Regions from separate parts of the Mus musculus genome. Here regions 1, 2 and 4 are each linked to region 3. Evidence: chromatin contacts called from public Hi-C and promoter capture Hi-C data. All regions are on one chromosome and are shown on one strand. The core of a region is the stretch at or near the end of the contact, and the rest is flanking DNA. Distances in the headings are between cores, read along the strand shown. Region 1 holds the start of Rps9 (ribosomal protein S9). Region 2 holds the start of Syt5 (synaptotagmin V). Region 3 holds the start of 1810019N24Rik (RIKEN cDNA 1810019N24 gene). Region 4 holds the start of Myadm (myeloid-associated differentiation marker).

Region 1 (3,937 bases), core at 98-2,597, 9.3 Mb after region 3:
ACAGCACACATTTATTCCTCAGACTACTCTCCCAGGAGTTAAATGAACTGTGTATGTAGGCCCAGTCACCTATAAGAAACCCTAAGTATGGAATATAAATATGTTAAAATATAGGCTCAACCTGGATTAACATTGTATAAACGCTACCCAGATGCAAATGCAAAAATACGTCCCCCGGATGGAAAAATAATCATTACTCCTCTTACACCACATGAAACTAAATAAAACATCCAGTATTAAGACAGAAAAAGCATTAGTGCAACTCCCATTGTCTTTGGCCTCCATTTGTCCAATGCAGACAGAACTAGATTCTAGAAACTCAAAAAGAATCCTTGTGGTGTGATTGGGGGGCGGGTGGGGGGGTGTCGCAGAGAGGAAACTGGGAAGAGAAATAACATTTGAAATGTAAATAAAATAACCAATAAGAATCCTTGTGACACATACCCAGCACTTCTGAATTTCTGGCAGTTTATGGCAAGACTGACTTACATTTGAGTTCCAGGCCAATCTACACCAAGACCCTGTCTCAATCCCCACTAGCCCAACTTGTTCAGTCACATCTCCCACGCCCTAAAACACTCAGCAACCACCACTCCTTCGAAAATAGGCTCATACACACCTTCAAACAGACGCCGGGGATCCTTCTCGTCTAGCGTCAACAGCTCCCGGGCCGCCTTACGGATCTTGGCCAGGGTAAACTTGACCCTCCAAACCTCACGTTTGTTCCGGAGTCCATACTCTCCTGCACGTGGTTGGGAGGAGACCGCGGGGCAAGAGCCATGGGTTACTACATGTGCATGGCGACTAGAGAACACAAAACTAAACTGCAATCCTCTGGCGCCACACAGGATGCTCCAGAACGAGCACGTGGGAGACAGACATCATGGCTACCTAACTCTTCCCGGATCCGCAATTCGAAATTCTACTTTGGCCACTCACCAATCAACTTTAGCTCCTGGTCGAGACGCGACTTCTCGAAGGGTCTCCGTGGGGTCACATAGGTTTTGCGACAAACCCAGCTTCTGGCGACCGGCATGTTGACCTCGCTAGGCCGGCTGCGCCTGCGCAGTAAAGTGTCGTTTTAAAAAATAATCTTGTGGCGCATGTGCAGCAAAACCCCGCTAGGGACACGGCGACACCAACTCGGCTCTCAGAGAAATCCGCCTTAGAAAACTTGAAAATGGGATTGTTCCACAACCGTGTTGTAACTTCCAGCCACCTTCGCCCCACCCTCTTACTCAGCATGTTCATGAAGATTCGAATGGCTCCGTTACCTTACACCATCAACCCCTAAAAGGCGAACTCAACAATCAGAACACTCACCTACGAACTCAGGCCCGAGACAAAGAGAGACAAGGCGGTTGGACCGAGGTCTTATAGTAACGTCGCCTTGTAGTGACGTCATCACGCACCGCTCGCGACTACGCCAATCAGAAGCAGGAAAGCCATAGAGACGAGCAGGCCGGCTAGAGCGGCGCTTCGCTGGGCCGACTTGCCAGTGAGGTGGTTAGGCGATTAAAGGGCTATGGTGACATTTGGTTAATCCAAGAATTAACGAGGCTGCCCCTTCCAGGGCTAAAGCATTGATTGAGTAACCACAGTTGTCACTTTTTGTTTCAACAAAAACTCTTGGTAAAAACTTACAGGGAATTAAGGGCAGCAGCCAAGGTTCCCCACCACTGTCTCAATCTCATGGCAGTGCCCTTGCCCTTAAAAGTACTCGGGTTTGTTTGGAGAGATGGCTCAGCGGTTAAGAGCACTGATTGCTCCTCCAAAGGTCCTGAAAATCCCAGCAACCCCATGGTGGGTCACAACCATCTGTAATGAGATCTGACCACCTACAGTGTATTTAGATATAATAGATAAATAAATCTTCTTTTAAAAGTGCTAAGATTTTAGGTGTGAGCCACAAAATACAATAATAAAAAATACAAACATTATGAAAATAGTATAAATATGTCGTGCTGGGCTTATTTTAATATTGAAATACACATCTTGTGCTGGTTTGTCTTGACAGCTTGACACAAACCTAGACATGTGGAAAGAGGAACTCATTTAAGAAAGTGCCTCCATCATCTTGGCCTATAGGCAAGTCTCTCCTAATCTATTTATTGTTTTGATGCAGGGTTTCCTATCAAATGACTATGAATTCCAGATCCTTCTGTCTATACCTCCCAAATGCTGGAATTACAATCCGCTTTCATGCAACTGATATGTTTGTTTGTTGAGACAGGGTCTTTCCTCTTATTCCTGGCTGTCCTGGAGCTTCCTATTCAAACTCACAGAGTTCTGCCTGGCTCTGTCTCCCAAGTACTGGGATTAAAGACATGCACTACCACAGCCAGCTTTGTGTATATCTGATATTTTATAACTATTTTTTATTTAAGGGAAATGGGGTCTATGAGTCCTGGCTATCCTGGAACTATGAACTATGTAGCCAGGCTGGCCTCAAACTCATAGACATGTCCTTGCCTCTGTCCTTGAATAGTAGGAGGATAGGCCTGTACCACTAGGCCTAGCTCAGATATTTTTTATTTTAAACAGTGTGATTGGTAAGAATTTACACTTGCGCGGGGCAGTCTTTAATCCCAGCACTTGGGAGGCAGAGGCAGGTGGATTTCTGAGTTCAGGGCTACCCTGGTCTACAGAGTGAGTTCCAGGGCTATACAGAGAAACCCTGTCTTGGAAAAAAAAAAAAATTTGCACTTGCATTTGTATACTCAAAAGGCATCTTGTTCATTTAGTCTGGGAGGACAGATTGGTAGACAAGGAGACAGATTAGCTTACTTTCTGGGTCAAACATTTGCTTTCTAAATTTTTTTTTTGTTGTTTTTTGTTTGTTTGTTTGTTTGTTTTTTCCGAGACAGGGTTTCTCTGTATAGGCCTGGCTGTCCTGGAACTCACTCTGTAGACCAGGCTGGCCTCGAACTCAGAAATCCGCCTGCCTCTGCCTCCAGAGTGCTGGGATTAAAGGCGTGCACCACCACGCCCGGCTGCTTTTTAATTTTTAAAAATGATTTATTTAATGTGTACAAGTATTTTTCCTGCCTATATCCACACAAATACTCCATGTGTGTACCTAGGACCTTCAAAGGTCATAAGGGGTTAGATACCCAAAGACTGGAGTTGTGAGCCCTGTTTGTGCTGTGAACAAAACTCAGGTACTGGGGCTGGCAAGATGGCTCAGTGGTTAAGAGCACTGACTCTTCCTGAGTTCAAATCACAGCAACCACATGGTGGCTCACAACCACTAGTAATGAGATCTGGCACAGTCTTCTGGTTCGTCTGAAGACAGCTACCGTGTAGTAATAAATCTTTGGCCTGGAGCAAGCAGAGTTGACCAGAGCAAGCAGAGGTCCTAAAAATTCAATTCCAAACAACCACATGAAGGCTCACAACCATCTGTTCAGCTACAGTGTACCCATATACATAAAATGATTTTTAAAAAAAAATCAAAAAAACAAACAAACAAAAACAAAACCCTCAGGTCCTATGCAAGAACACCGAGCCACCTCTCCAGCCCATATTTGTTGATTTGAGACAGGCCCTGCTGGCCTGTAACTTGCCATGTAGACCAGGCTAGCCTTGATCTCAGAAATTCCCCTGCCTTCACCTGAACACTGGGATTAATGGTATAAACCACCACACCAAGTTAATTTTTTTAAAAACTACATATATGTCTGTGTGAGTATGTACACCTGAGTGTAGTTGTGTTTAGAGGGCAGAATAGGGCACCAAATTCCCTGAAGATGGAGTTGCAAACACATAGGAGCTGTCCTCTGTGTTGGGAACTGAACTCAGCCCCTTTGGAAAACCTCAACTGCTGAGCCTCTACAACCCCACAAATGTAGCCCAGGCAGGTCTCACACTCATGATCTTCCTGCCTTTGCCTCTTCCGCATATCTTTCTGGACTGGTTTACACCACCACAAGCAGCT
Region 2 (3,611 bases), core at 333-2,832, 8.4 Mb after region 3:
CGGGGTGACTGACAGGTAGGGGTGACGGGGTGACTGACAGGTAGGGGTGATGGGGTGACTGACAGGTAGGGGTGACGGGGTGACTGACAGGTAGGGGTGACGGGGTGACTGACAGGTAGGGGTGACGGGGTGACTGACAGGTAGGGGTGATGGGGTGACTGACAGGTAGGGGTGACGGGGTGACTGACAGGTAGGGGTGACGGGGTGACTGACAGGTAGGGGTGACTGACAGCTAGGTTTTCTCTTCTTTGAGTGGAGATAGCTACCGCCTGGGTGTGCAGGCTCTCAAAAAAACAGGCTGGAACCTGGATTCGAAAGAAGGAATCAGGGTCTGGAATTGTACTACCTGAGCAGCAAAGGCAGGCAGGTACTTGTCCCCTTTTTACCTCAGAAACCGAATCAGTCTCCTTTACTCCGAGGCTGAAGGGAGTCCCCTGTGCTTGTGGTCTCCCTGGGCCCCGTGGCTGTACATTCTTTCCTTCTATATAATTTATTAAACTGTCCTCCCGAAGGTGGCTAACGGATTTTTGTCTCTGGAGATAACACTGGGGTAGGAGAGGGGGTTCCAAGCACCTATGGTGGGCACATTATATTCCACCACCCCCTAAAAAGTACAGGATTTGGGCTGGGAGGATAGCCCAGTTGGTAAAGTGAATGCTTTGGAAATATGGGGATCTGAGTTTGGGGCCCAGAGCCCAGGTGGAAAAATCTGGGTGTGGTGGTGGTAGGGGGCTGGCTTGTAGTGGCAGAGGTGAGGAGCCAGTGATAGGCAGATCCCTGAGGCCTGATGACTAGCCAGCCTAGCCTAATCTGTGTGTTCCAAGCCAGCGGGAGACCATCTCGCAAACCAGTATCGATAGGGATACTGAGATGGCTCAGCTGGAAAAGACCCTTCCTGTCAAGCATGGTGGCCTGGGTTCACCATCAGGACCCAGACGGTGGAAGGAGAGAGCCAGCGGCCTTCAAACTGTCCCCTGACCCCCATATGCCCACTCCCCCATACAAATGAAAAATGGCTTATAATTGCAAAAAATGTGCAATTTAATGTCTTAATAAGGTGCACAGCACTGATGGAAAACACGCTGAGTTGTCTTCTGACCTTCACACACATGCCCACATGAATGTGCACCACTGTGCACCACTATACACACCAACACACACACACACACACATACACACACACACACACACACACACACACACACACACACACACAAGAAGTATAGGTTGTGTGTTGGCTGAAGCCAGGAATTGGGTAAGGAAACACAATGTCTGAGAGCAGAGATGCTGGCGACTCTAACTTCTTGCTTTGAGAATCTGGGTAGCTAAGTCTCCAGAGAGAGGGTTTTCATAGGTTCTAAAACCGAGTGCTCTGGAATCCAGTTATTTGCATTGTAAAAAGTGTGTGTGTGTGTGTGTGTGTGTGTGTGTGTGTGTGTGTTGTGGGGGCTGGTACTCAGTGTAGATGTCCGATGACTTAGCCAGACGTCAGAACATTCTAGGGTACTAAGATCAACGTACGTGGGCGCCATGGTGGTTCTCGGGTGTGGCGGGCCGAGGGGCGGAGCAGGGCGTTCTCTCTTCTCCGGGGCAGAACACGCACGCACACATATGCACAAATACACGCGCGCGCGCGCGCGCGATCTCACACAGGGGCGCAGACATTAGCCTGGCTAGGCTCAGCCGCGCCCCCACCCTGCCAAACTGTGTGATCAGCACACAAGGGAAAGCGCCATCCACCCACGTGCTGGGGGCGGGGTCCCAGCAGCCCACAACACCTCCAGAAGGGTCCTGTCGAGACACCTAGCAGGTAGGAGCTGTTGGGACCCTCTGTCCAAGCCACATCCTCGGTCCCATTCGTGGGGGGTCTGGCGTGTGAGAGGGGTGGAGGAGGGTCGTCGACAAGGTTCAACTTTGAGCGGCAGGTTGAAGCCCTAACCAAGGAAATTGCTATGTGGAGAGGAGAGACAGGTGTGGAAACAAAGGGAGCAGGTTGGTAGTCAAAAAAAAGCAAAGAGAGACTGAGAGAGAGAGGCTAGACAACAGAGGGCAGTAGAGGCGCTGACGAGAGAAGGTTGTGGGGGACAGAAGAGGGAAGATGCCTATCTGGGGTCGAGAAAGAAGTGGGGGCCGAGCCGGTCACGAGAACAGGTGTGAAGACAGAGTCGGGGTGCGCTCAAGAGACTCATGAGCAAGAGGATGTGAAGGCCCAGCAGAGGTGCCGGGGCAGGTTCTCCACTTTACCAGAAAGAGTGGTGGTGCAAGGGGTCCCATGCGATGGGAGGAGCCACTGTAGATGCACAGATCACAGGCCGCTCTCGCTGTGCCACGGGATCCCGGACCTGGGTCCCATGGACCGGCACCGCCCGGACTTCGTTTCTGTGCGTCAGTCCCTCCCGTTGCCTTGGCAACAGGCTCGTTGCCCAGCAACCAGCACTGCTATCACCCTGCCTGGAGCCTGGCGGTCGCTCAGGGCAACAGTGGTCTGCTGGTTCCCACGCCTGCCTGCGCCCACTTCCGGTTCAAGCCCTTGGGAAGAGCAAGGAAGGGGTAGAAGAGAATGGATTGGGAAGAGAATGGGATGGGGTGGCATACAGAGGAAGTATCCCTTTGTGATGGAATTGGGTCCCCCAAAGCCTGCCACTGGCGTGAAGAGGCTGAGATTAACTCCTAGTGTGCACCAAAAATCAATGGAATTTAAGGTTCTTTGATGCGTGAGAAAACTCACTGGATGCTTTGGGTAGGAGTGGGGTGGGGTGGGGATAGAGTATTTGGGTACCTCTGCAGGAAGCACCGCAGGACCCCGACGCCATGTTCCCGGAACCCCCGACCCTGGGGTCTCCAGCGCCTAAGACACCTCCAGACTCCAGCCGCATCAGGCAGGGCGCAGGTGAGAAGACCCTGGGCTAGCCCTAGTGGACAGCCTCTCAAGATCCCCAGAGAAGGGTCTCAGTAGCAAAGACTCGGGTGGGTAGGCTGGAAAATCCCGCAGGAATCGTGGGTCGGTATCCCAGACGAGTAGACTCTGAAATAGTGAGGCAAACCAGATCACGGGTGTGGCATGGAATGGAATCAGAAGTGGATGAATGTGAACAGGCCCAGGAGTGAAAGCTAAAAGCAGTAGGGAGCGAGCAGAAATTAAAATGGGTGTAGAGACATCAGAATTATAAGAAAACAAATGTCGGCTTGGGTTAGGGCATAAATTGAGCTTTATAGGTGAGATTGGTTAGAAGGAAAATTGGGATTAAAATATAATGGAGTTGGGTGTAGGGAAAACCAGGCTAGAATCAAACTGCTGGATGGAATCAAGCGTGAGTTAGCCAGCCACCTTCCCAGTGCTTCGAATCATGTCATGTTCGTCCTTCTGCAGTGCCTGCCTGGGTCCTGGCTACCATCGTGCTGGGCTCGGGCCTCCTGGTCTTCAGCAGTTGTTTCTGTCTCTACCGGAAGCGCTGTCGGAGACGGATGGGCAAAAAGAGTCAGGCCCAAGCCCAAGTCCATCTTCAGGAAGTGAAGGAGCTGGGCCGGAGTTACATAGATAAGGTGTGACACAGCTGAGCCTCTCAATCCTTCCCTTTGTACACCCCTGCACCTTTGAATGTCCTAGCTAC
Region 3 (4,082 bases), core at 46-2,545:
TACGAGGCTAGGAAGATGGTTCAGTGGGTTAAGAGCGCTTGCGTGTACGTATACAGACCTGAGTTTAAACCCTCAGTACCCTTGCTGGTGAGATTGCTACCAAGCCCAGTGATCAGAGCTCAGTACCTGGGACTGGCTACTGTGGTTGTCCTTTGACCTCCACATAAATCTCATGGCAGGCACATACAAATAAATGTAAAATTAATATTATTTTTCTCAGGCATGGTGGCTCATGCCTTCATGCCTTTAACCCCATTACTCAGAAGACAGGGTCAGGTAGATAGATCTCTGTGAGTTCTAAGCTATCCTGGTATACACAGTCAGTATCAAGCCACCCAGAAAATTCACCACCAGACTACAAATCACAGCAGCTTCTAAGTGAGCTCAGAATCCCCAGGAGTCTCATCGAGGCCTGGGTGCTCAAGTCAAGGGGGAGTTCAGACTCAGTAAGTGGCAGAGGAGCCCCGCGGGTGAAATTGAAGTACTAGTAAGCTCTTCAAATATGCTAATAACTTTGGGTCAGAATCCGCTAAATTAGAAGGGCACTCCATGTCATTAAAGAAAGGATCTCACCGAACAGTGGTGACGCATGCCTTTAATCCCAGCACTCGGGAGGCAGAGGCAGGCGGATTTCTGAGTTCGAGGCCAAACTGGTCTACATAGTGAGTTCCAGGACAGCCAGGGCTATACAGAGAAACCCTGTCTCGAAAAACAAAAACAAAAACAACAACAACAACAAAAAAAAAACAAAAAAAAAAAAAACAACCAACCAAACAAACAAAGAAAAAGGATCTCAGGGCACTGGTACTTGCGGGGAATCTCTAAAAGGAGAGTCCTAAACGGAAGTTAATTTATATCCATGCCATATTTTTTGTTTGTTTGTTTCGGTTTTGTTTTTCCTCAATACAGTTTCTCTGTGTAGCCCTGGCTGTTCTGGAACTTGCTTTGTGAACCAGGCTGGCCTCGAACTCACCGAGATTAAAGGTGTATGACACCTCTGCCTAGCTCCATTCTCTACGTTCTCTACAATGCCGCTAAGTCAATGCCACGGAGAACAAAAGCTCGCTCCTCGCTCACCAGATGCCGGGTGGAAACTACATTTACCACAAGACTGTGAGGCTCTCTAGACTCTGAGCCAATCACAACCCAGATGAAAAGCTTTTTCTCAAAAAAAAAAAAAAAAAAAAAAAAAAAAAAAAAAAAAAAGCTTTTTCTCAGGCTGTGTGCGCAACGGAGTCGTGACTTTATTTTGCTCGCCAAATGGGTGGGATCTATAAGCCGAGTCCTTTCACTTAGTACACGCCTCCTTGGGACCGGAGAGGAAGGGTAATGGGGAGGACGGCACTTGTAGCCGATGCTTTCCATTTCCTAGTCCTTGCAGGCTTGAAGTCCCTGGGCATTGAGTCTCCGAGCGAGCGAGACGGTAGGCTCATATTCACGTCCTCTGGTGTTTTGCCTTGCTACTGGGAATCGTAGATTCACGTCAGTTTTAAGGTCCCAACGCCCCCACTACGCGTAATGCCGAGGGTTTCCCACTTCTGGAAAACAGTATAGAAAGCCGTTGGATGAATAGGGACTCCGTGTGCAACTGCTTGGAAGTGAGGCTGAGCTGGAGTGTTCAGGATCTGTTAGGGAGAGACCGGGTAGAGTGGTAATCTAAGAGAGATAGAGGGAGCCCCGGGAGTCTGGAAGGGTTGAAGCACCCTAAGCTTCCTCTGGCTGCCCAGGGGCAATGAGATGCTCGGGGTGAACTGGAAGAAGGAAGGGAGACTCATAAGGAGACTCTACCTTAAGTGTCAAACTTGTGGTTACTGAAGACATACTCCATGAGCACTTTTCTAATTATCTTTCTTATTTCCACATCATAAAATCTGGCTAGTTTAACAACAGATGCAAAGTTATATTGCTCCGACCTCCAAGTTCACAGTTTCAGTCAAGCTACAACCATCACTTATTCTTTTCTCCTTTCTCTCTCTCTCTCCCTCCCTCCCTCTTTATTCTTTCTCCCCTCCCTTCCTCTTCCCTTCTCCTCCCCCTAACCACCCCCCCTCCTGTGTGTCTCTTGCTTTCACTGTCTCAGTATTGTGATTACAGGCACACATCTACACATTTGGACTCCTCACACATCTGCAGTCACATGCATGTACACACATAGACCTCCTCAGAGATACATAAATAAACATTTTTTTTTAAAGGGAAGGGCATCTTTAACATGGTGGATGTTTCGTTGTGGCAGTAGAGGACCAGTTGACTGACCTGTGGTACATGCTATAAAGTCAGAGAAAGGGAGAAGCAACTTCAGGAGAAAGTATATTTGTGTATATATATGTTCAAAAGGTGACTAAGGCCCCTGGGACTGAGGCAAAATGAGATGAAGGTAGATTGCTGGTAAGGTCAAAACTTGTAGATGACTTTTTCTTTAAAAGAATTATTTATGTATAAGAGTACACTGTAGCCCTGGAGAGATGGCTCAGCAGTTAAGAGCACTGACTGCTCTTCCAAAGGTCCTGAGTTCAAACCCCAGCAATCACATAGTGGCTCACAACCATCCGTAATGAAATCTGATGCCCTCTTCTGGTGTGTCTGAGACAGCTACAGTGTACTGTATATATAATATAATATATAATAATAATAAATAAATCTTTGGGCTGGAGCAAGCAAGGCCAGAGTGAGCAGAGGTCCTGAGTTCAATTCCCAGCAACCACATGATGGCTCACAACTATCTGTACAGCTACAGTGTACTCATACACATAAAATAAATAAATAAATCTTAAAAAAAAAAAAAAGAATACACTGTAGCTGTCTTCAGACACACCAGAAGAGGGTATCAGATTCTATTACAGATGGTTGTGAACCATGAACTATGTAGATGCTGGGAATTGAACTCAGGACCTCTAGAAAAACAGTCAGTGCTCTTAACCACTGAGCCATCTCTCCAGTCCCCCTACCCCCTCTTTTTTGCCTTTCCATTAGCATTTTTTAAAAAGATTAATTTTATTTATATATGTAGGTACACTGTAGCTGTTTTCAGACACACCAGAAAGGGCATCAGTTCCCATTACAGATGGTTGTGAGCCACCATGCAGTTGCTGGGAATTGAACTTAGAACCTTTGGAAGAGCAGTCAGTGCTCTTAACCGCTGAGCCATCTTTCCAGGCCTCCATTAGCATTTTTAAGCCTTCCCGGCTCCCCACCCCGCCCATTTGAGATAGGGTTTCTCTTGTGTAATTGGCTGTTCTGGACCTGCTTTGTAAGGAGGCTGCGTTTTGAATACTGCTTAAGGAGATGTACACTGTAGCTTGGCTGGTAAGGGGACAGCATTCAGAACCTTACAGCTCTGGTTCTTAGTGGCTGGGTGAAGTTAGGAATAGAGCCAAAAAATAGGAGAATCAAAGGAAGGGCTGGGTGCTGCCACCTCAGACAGCTTCAAGTTTTGAAGGTTTGGGGCAAGAAAGGATCTTCATTGCAGTAATCAGGCAGCCAGGGTTTGGGCACAATTCGTAGGCATCTGGGAAAGAAGCAAGAAGCTACTTGGGTAAGTCATAGGGACAGTGGTGGGCACGTCCAAGAAGTCTTATATATGTGACAAAGAAGTATGAGACAATAGACCAGGGTCTAACTAAGACAGAGCCCAACCTTGGTGATTCTGGGAGGCAGAATCTGGAAACCAGAGCTTACGCGTCGTCTGTCTATTCAGGGCAGACGATGATCAATGAAAAAAGAGAGTGGCTCTGGAGCTTTGAGACAGAGGCTTACCTGGGAATGTGTTTGTGTAGGGGATCTACTTGCCATGAAAGACTGCTGCTAGAGAAGTGGCAGGATGTGGAACTGAGGACCGACCGGATGGATTTATACACAGCCTCTCCCCAGTATCATTTTTGCCATCTTTTGGTCTGGTGACCTAAGCTGTTGCCATCGTGGCAGGAGCAGGTGAACTTTGAGGGTGTGACTGCATGCTTTCCCCAGGCCTGGAGGCCCCTTCCTGAGGCTGAGTTGTGATGCTGGAGACCTTTGCACTGCTGCTGCAAGTAAGGCCCTCACAGTCACCCCAGCACTCGTTCCTAGGCTTGCTTTGCCCTTCC
Region 4 (3,887 bases), core at 1,216-3,715, 9.7 Mb after region 3:
CCAGAACTTGCTGCGTGGGTGGGGTGGAAGCAAATGTGGACAAAGGGCCCGCCCTCAGGCTCGCGAGGGGCGTGAGTGATGTTAACCTAGCCCTGATTTGCAGCCTGCAGAGGGAGATCCCTGGGCGGTGGCTGTAGAGGCGGGAGGCCCAGCCTGGCCCCAGAGTCTCTGCTCCTTATAAGGGCTTTAAGTTGCCTCAGCCAGGGCAATGTGGCAGGGACCAGGAGGTAGTGCCAAGACCCCCGCCGAGAGAGCGAAAGTGGGAGGGGGGAGGGGAGAGGGAGGGGGGAGAGAGAGAGAGACAGAGAGACAGAGAGAAAGAGAAAGAATGAGTTTTTTTTTTTTTGGTTTTTCGAGACAGGGTTTCTCTGTATAGCCCTGGCTGTCCTGGAACTCACTCTGTAGACCAGGCTGGCCTCGAACTCAGAAATCCGCCTGCCTCTGCCTCCCGAGTGCTGGGATTAAAGGTGGGTGCCACCACACCCGGCGCGAGAGAGATTTTTATGGTTACTTGAAAAGTGTGAGTTTGGAGCCAGGCAGAACGACTCCCAAAAGTTGTCCTCTGAACTCTTTCCGTGTTCTGCAGTAGATGTGTCCCTGCGTCCCTCACCCACTGATATATATATATATATTCTATTTTTCTATTTTGAGATAAGCATTTGCTATGTAAGCCTTACTGGCCTGGAACTTGCTATGTAGACCAGGCTGGCCTTGAGTTCACGGAGATCTGCGTGCCTCTGTCCCCTGAGTGCTGGGATTAAGGGAAAAATCTTTTTTTGAACTCTGAGTCCTTTCAGAATGAGGAAAGTCTGGCCTGGGAGTGCAGAACAGTGTTCCCAAAGCACCGGTAGAGGCAGGATTGGAAATTCGAGGCCTTCTTGGGGTCACAGAGAGAGTTCAAGACCACCAAGGGGTGGGGGTGGGGATGGGGGGAAAGGAAGTCAGTAGTGGTGAGGTTTTAAGTAGAGTATTTGACTAGCATGTGTGAGGTACTAGGTTCAACCCCTAATGGGTGGGACTGGGGCTAAGGGAATGAGACTCCTTAAAACTCCTTCAATCTGATGGAGCTCCAGGACACAGCTCTTCCTTGGCTCCAGGCAAGAACTCATGCAGGAGTTGCAATTCTCCCTGGGAACTAGAAGCCTCCAGGGCACTTGGGAGTTGAGACAGAAAGGCAGAAACCCCCAGCTCCCACCAGGATTGGTTTTTTTGGGAAGCCAGGCACCCCGCACTATAATAAGTGGGCAACAGATCGCCTGTAATCTCAGCATTTAGGAGGAAGAGGCAGACGGATCTCTACAAGTTCAGGGCCAGCCAGGTCTACATAGCGAGTTCCAGGACTACAAAGGCTATATACATAAAGCCTGTCTTTAAAATTTTTTAAACAAAAACAAAAATGGCGGGTTAGTGTCCAGCATAAATCCTTCTGTCAGGGAGAAAAGTTAGGAAAGGAGGAATAGAAAGAAAGGAAGACCTTAGGAGAGGTAACGGAACTAGTGATAGAGGCCTCCAGCATCGTTTGAAGTCATTGCTCAGGAATGCTCAGCTAAAGACATAAGCAGGGTGAGGAAACGCCCCTAGAGTTTCCTCCTAGGTCTAGTTCCACTCTCAGGGCCACACCCAGCACCCCTGCTACCATCCCCAATGCCACACTCCTGAGGTCATCCATCACTCCACAGACAGGGCACATGCTGGGCACAGCCCTGAACAGACTCCAGGCCACGCCTCACACCAGTGGTGGGCTCAGCCGTAAGCCTTCAAAGATTCCTACCTCCCTCCCCCCAGCCCCCCCCCCATACTCTAGTGCGGGTGCAGGCCTCTGGGAGGGTCAGAACAAGGACTTTCCCCTCCTGAGTCCCTCCAGGTATAAGCACCAGGTATAAGCATCCAGGAGTTCCATCTTCTCGGATTCAGGGATCTATACTCAATCTTTCCGAGTCTTCAAACCAAGAGTCGAGATCCCAGCCCCTCCCTTCTTCCGTCCCAATTCAAACTCCAGTACCTTCTCCCTCAGAACAAATTCAGACCCCCAACTTCCTCCAGATTAAGGTCTGAATCCTGCCCTCCTCCCTGAGACCCATCTTAAATACAGATCCCAAACCTTTTTGGTCAGACCTAGGAGTCTAGATCCCATCCTACCGCTCTCAGCCTCAAGGGTCCAAGTACCACCGTCCTTCCTCATACCCACGTGCCCACTCCCCAGTCCCTCTTCTTTCCCATGTATGACCTGTATGAGCTCAGATGTTCAGCCTTTCATCCAGAGCTTGAGTCCTGGTCCAACTGCAGTGTTTCTAGGGATCCAGACACCTGAATCCGTGCCCACTCCTCTTTCTAGAACCAAGGATCCTGGACCACAACTCCTTCCCTTTGGGGGTCCCTGCAGCTTTACCTCTCCAGGCAGTGGCGACTGTAGCACAAACAAGGACGACAGCTGCAGACCAAAAGGGTCTTAGGACTGGGTGGAGTTGGCCAGCTGAGGAGCGCGCGAGGGAGGGGTTGTGGGCGGGGTTTGGGCCTGGCTAGGGCGGTGAAAAGGGACTTTCCCTTCATTCAGGCTATCCCTGGTAGGCCCCGAAGGCGGGGCTAATGCCACACCACGCCCCCAGAAGGCTAGCGTCCTGGATCTCCCGCCCTACCAGTGAGGGGGTGCAGAGCTGAGGTCACCGTAGCCGTGGAGACAAAACAGGAAGACACAGCAGCTGGAGGGGTGGGGTCTCCTGGGGGCTATCCTCCCTGTCATAGCTCTAGAAAGAAATCTTCAGGGTAGACCGGAGAATGCTGTTGCCATAGAAACGTACTTGTTTATGATTTGTTTCAGATAGAGTCGTCGCCCCCCCCCCACTAAGCCGGGTCCCCACGCCTAGTCTCACCTCTCATTCAGTTCTCCCGCTCTCCGCCCCACGCCTCTGTCTATCAGTTCCCCCACGATACCCAGAAAAAGGAAATCTTACACATCCAGGTCCCAGCAGTTTGAGGGTCAGCTAGACCTCTGTTTAACGGAGTCTTGTCTACCTGAAGCAGAATTTAGGGTGCCAGGCCTTGAGCTTAAGCTACCTTGACTAGTGAGGGCCCACCCCCAAAAAACAAAGACTAGATTCCTTCGTTTAGGGGTCTGCATAGAGAGTGGGCCATATCTCCAATTACACTGTAATCATGGCCTGAGGACCCTTGGGCCAAGTCTCAGAAGATCACAGCCAGGAGACGCGAAAGGATGATGGATAGTAGCTAAATTCCTGGAAATTTGGAGGGAGGGTACCAGATTTCTGAGCGTTCAGTTTTCAAAACATATGTGGTTGGTTGGTTGGTTGCCTGAGTCTAGAAGGGCACGCTATTTTTGGCCTGAATTCCTGCCTTCAGGACAAAGGGAGAGACTCAGAATCTTTATGAGGACAGGGCTAGGGCCCGGAGCTCTGGATTCTAGGTTCTATCATATGGGAAGGATTCCTCGGGCCCTATAGTACCGGGAGGAGAGGGGCAAAAGCAGGAAAGAGATGCAGGATTGGGAAAAAAAAAAAAAAAAAAAGTCGGATTTAAGGGCCTGAAAGAACTCGACTGAGCCAGATGGGAAAAGAAGCTGAAGGTCGCGATGCTGGAGGGACCTTTAGGTCTCTCCTAAAGGTCCCAATGCTGGCCCCCTGGGCAGGGCGGAGACCCAGGACACCTGGTTCCCTCCCTCCTGGCTGCACTCACTCACCCCGCTCTGCAGCGGTCCCGGGCGCGGCCTTGCTCTGCTGCTGCTGGGCGGGGCCTAGTGGCGGCTGCGGCTGCTTGTCTCTTCCCGGCGGCTGCTTCTGGTTACCTTCCAGGAAGACTGGAGAGGTTTATAGTCCTAGCCCTAGAGAGGAAGCTAGGAGCTTCGCGAAGGGGGTGGGAGGTGGGGGTTCGAA

What was found. Promoter capture Hi-C pulls out the DNA fragments that hold promoters and counts their contacts. A called contact is a pair of places that touch in the nucleus more often than the background predicts. Capture Hi-C pulls out chosen DNA fragments and counts their contacts.
Region 1: a contact with region 3 is called in a Hi-C map of B cells, with 6 read pairs. The contact joins the promoter of Rps9 here to the promoter of 1810019N24Rik in region 3. A contact is called at or near these places in 1 of 39 promoter capture datasets (cranial neural crest) and 1 of 484 Hi-C or Micro-C datasets (B cells).
Region 2: a contact with region 3 is called in a promoter capture Hi-C map of hippocampal neurons, with 2.7 times the contacts expected there. The contact joins the promoter of Syt5 here to the promoter of 1810019N24Rik in region 3.
Region 4: a contact with region 3 is called in a promoter capture Hi-C map of pancreatic islet. The contact joins the promoter of Myadm here to the promoter of 1810019N24Rik in region 3. A contact is called at or near these places in 1 of 484 Hi-C or Micro-C datasets (uterus) and 1 of 9 other capture datasets (pancreatic islet).

Annotation. Positions count from the first base shown.
Region 1 is chr7:3,701,451-3,705,387 of GRCm38.p6, reverse strand. Rps9 (ribosomal protein S9) reads right to left here and starts at 1,347. Exons shown (of 5, transcript NM_029767.2): 1 at 1,324-1,347; 2 at 940-1,061; 3 at 620-742. The coding sequence starts at 1,036.
Region 2 is chr7:4,545,512-4,549,122 of GRCm38.p6, reverse strand. It overlaps Syt5 (synaptotagmin V), which reads left to right and starts at 1,582. Exons shown (of 9, transcript NM_001360422.1): 1 at 1,582-1,810; 2 at 2,788-2,890; 3 at 3,371-3,543. The coding sequence starts at 2,812. Ptprh (protein tyrosine phosphatase, receptor type, H) reads left to right here. Exons shown (of 20, transcript NM_207270.2): 20 at 1-509.
Region 3 is chr7:12,959,030-12,963,111 of GRCm38.p6, reverse strand. 1810019N24Rik (RIKEN cDNA 1810019N24 gene) reads left to right here and starts at 1,295. Exons shown (of 2, transcript NR_166501.1): 1 at 1,295-1,423. It overlaps Gm29638 (a long non-coding RNA gene), which reads right to left. Exons shown (of 2, transcript XR_391162.4): 2 at 1,225-1,625.
Region 4 is chr7:3,289,133-3,293,019 of GRCm38.p6, reverse strand. Myadm (myeloid-associated differentiation marker) reads right to left here and starts at 2,465. Exons shown (of 3, transcript NM_016969.2): 1 at 2,390-2,465.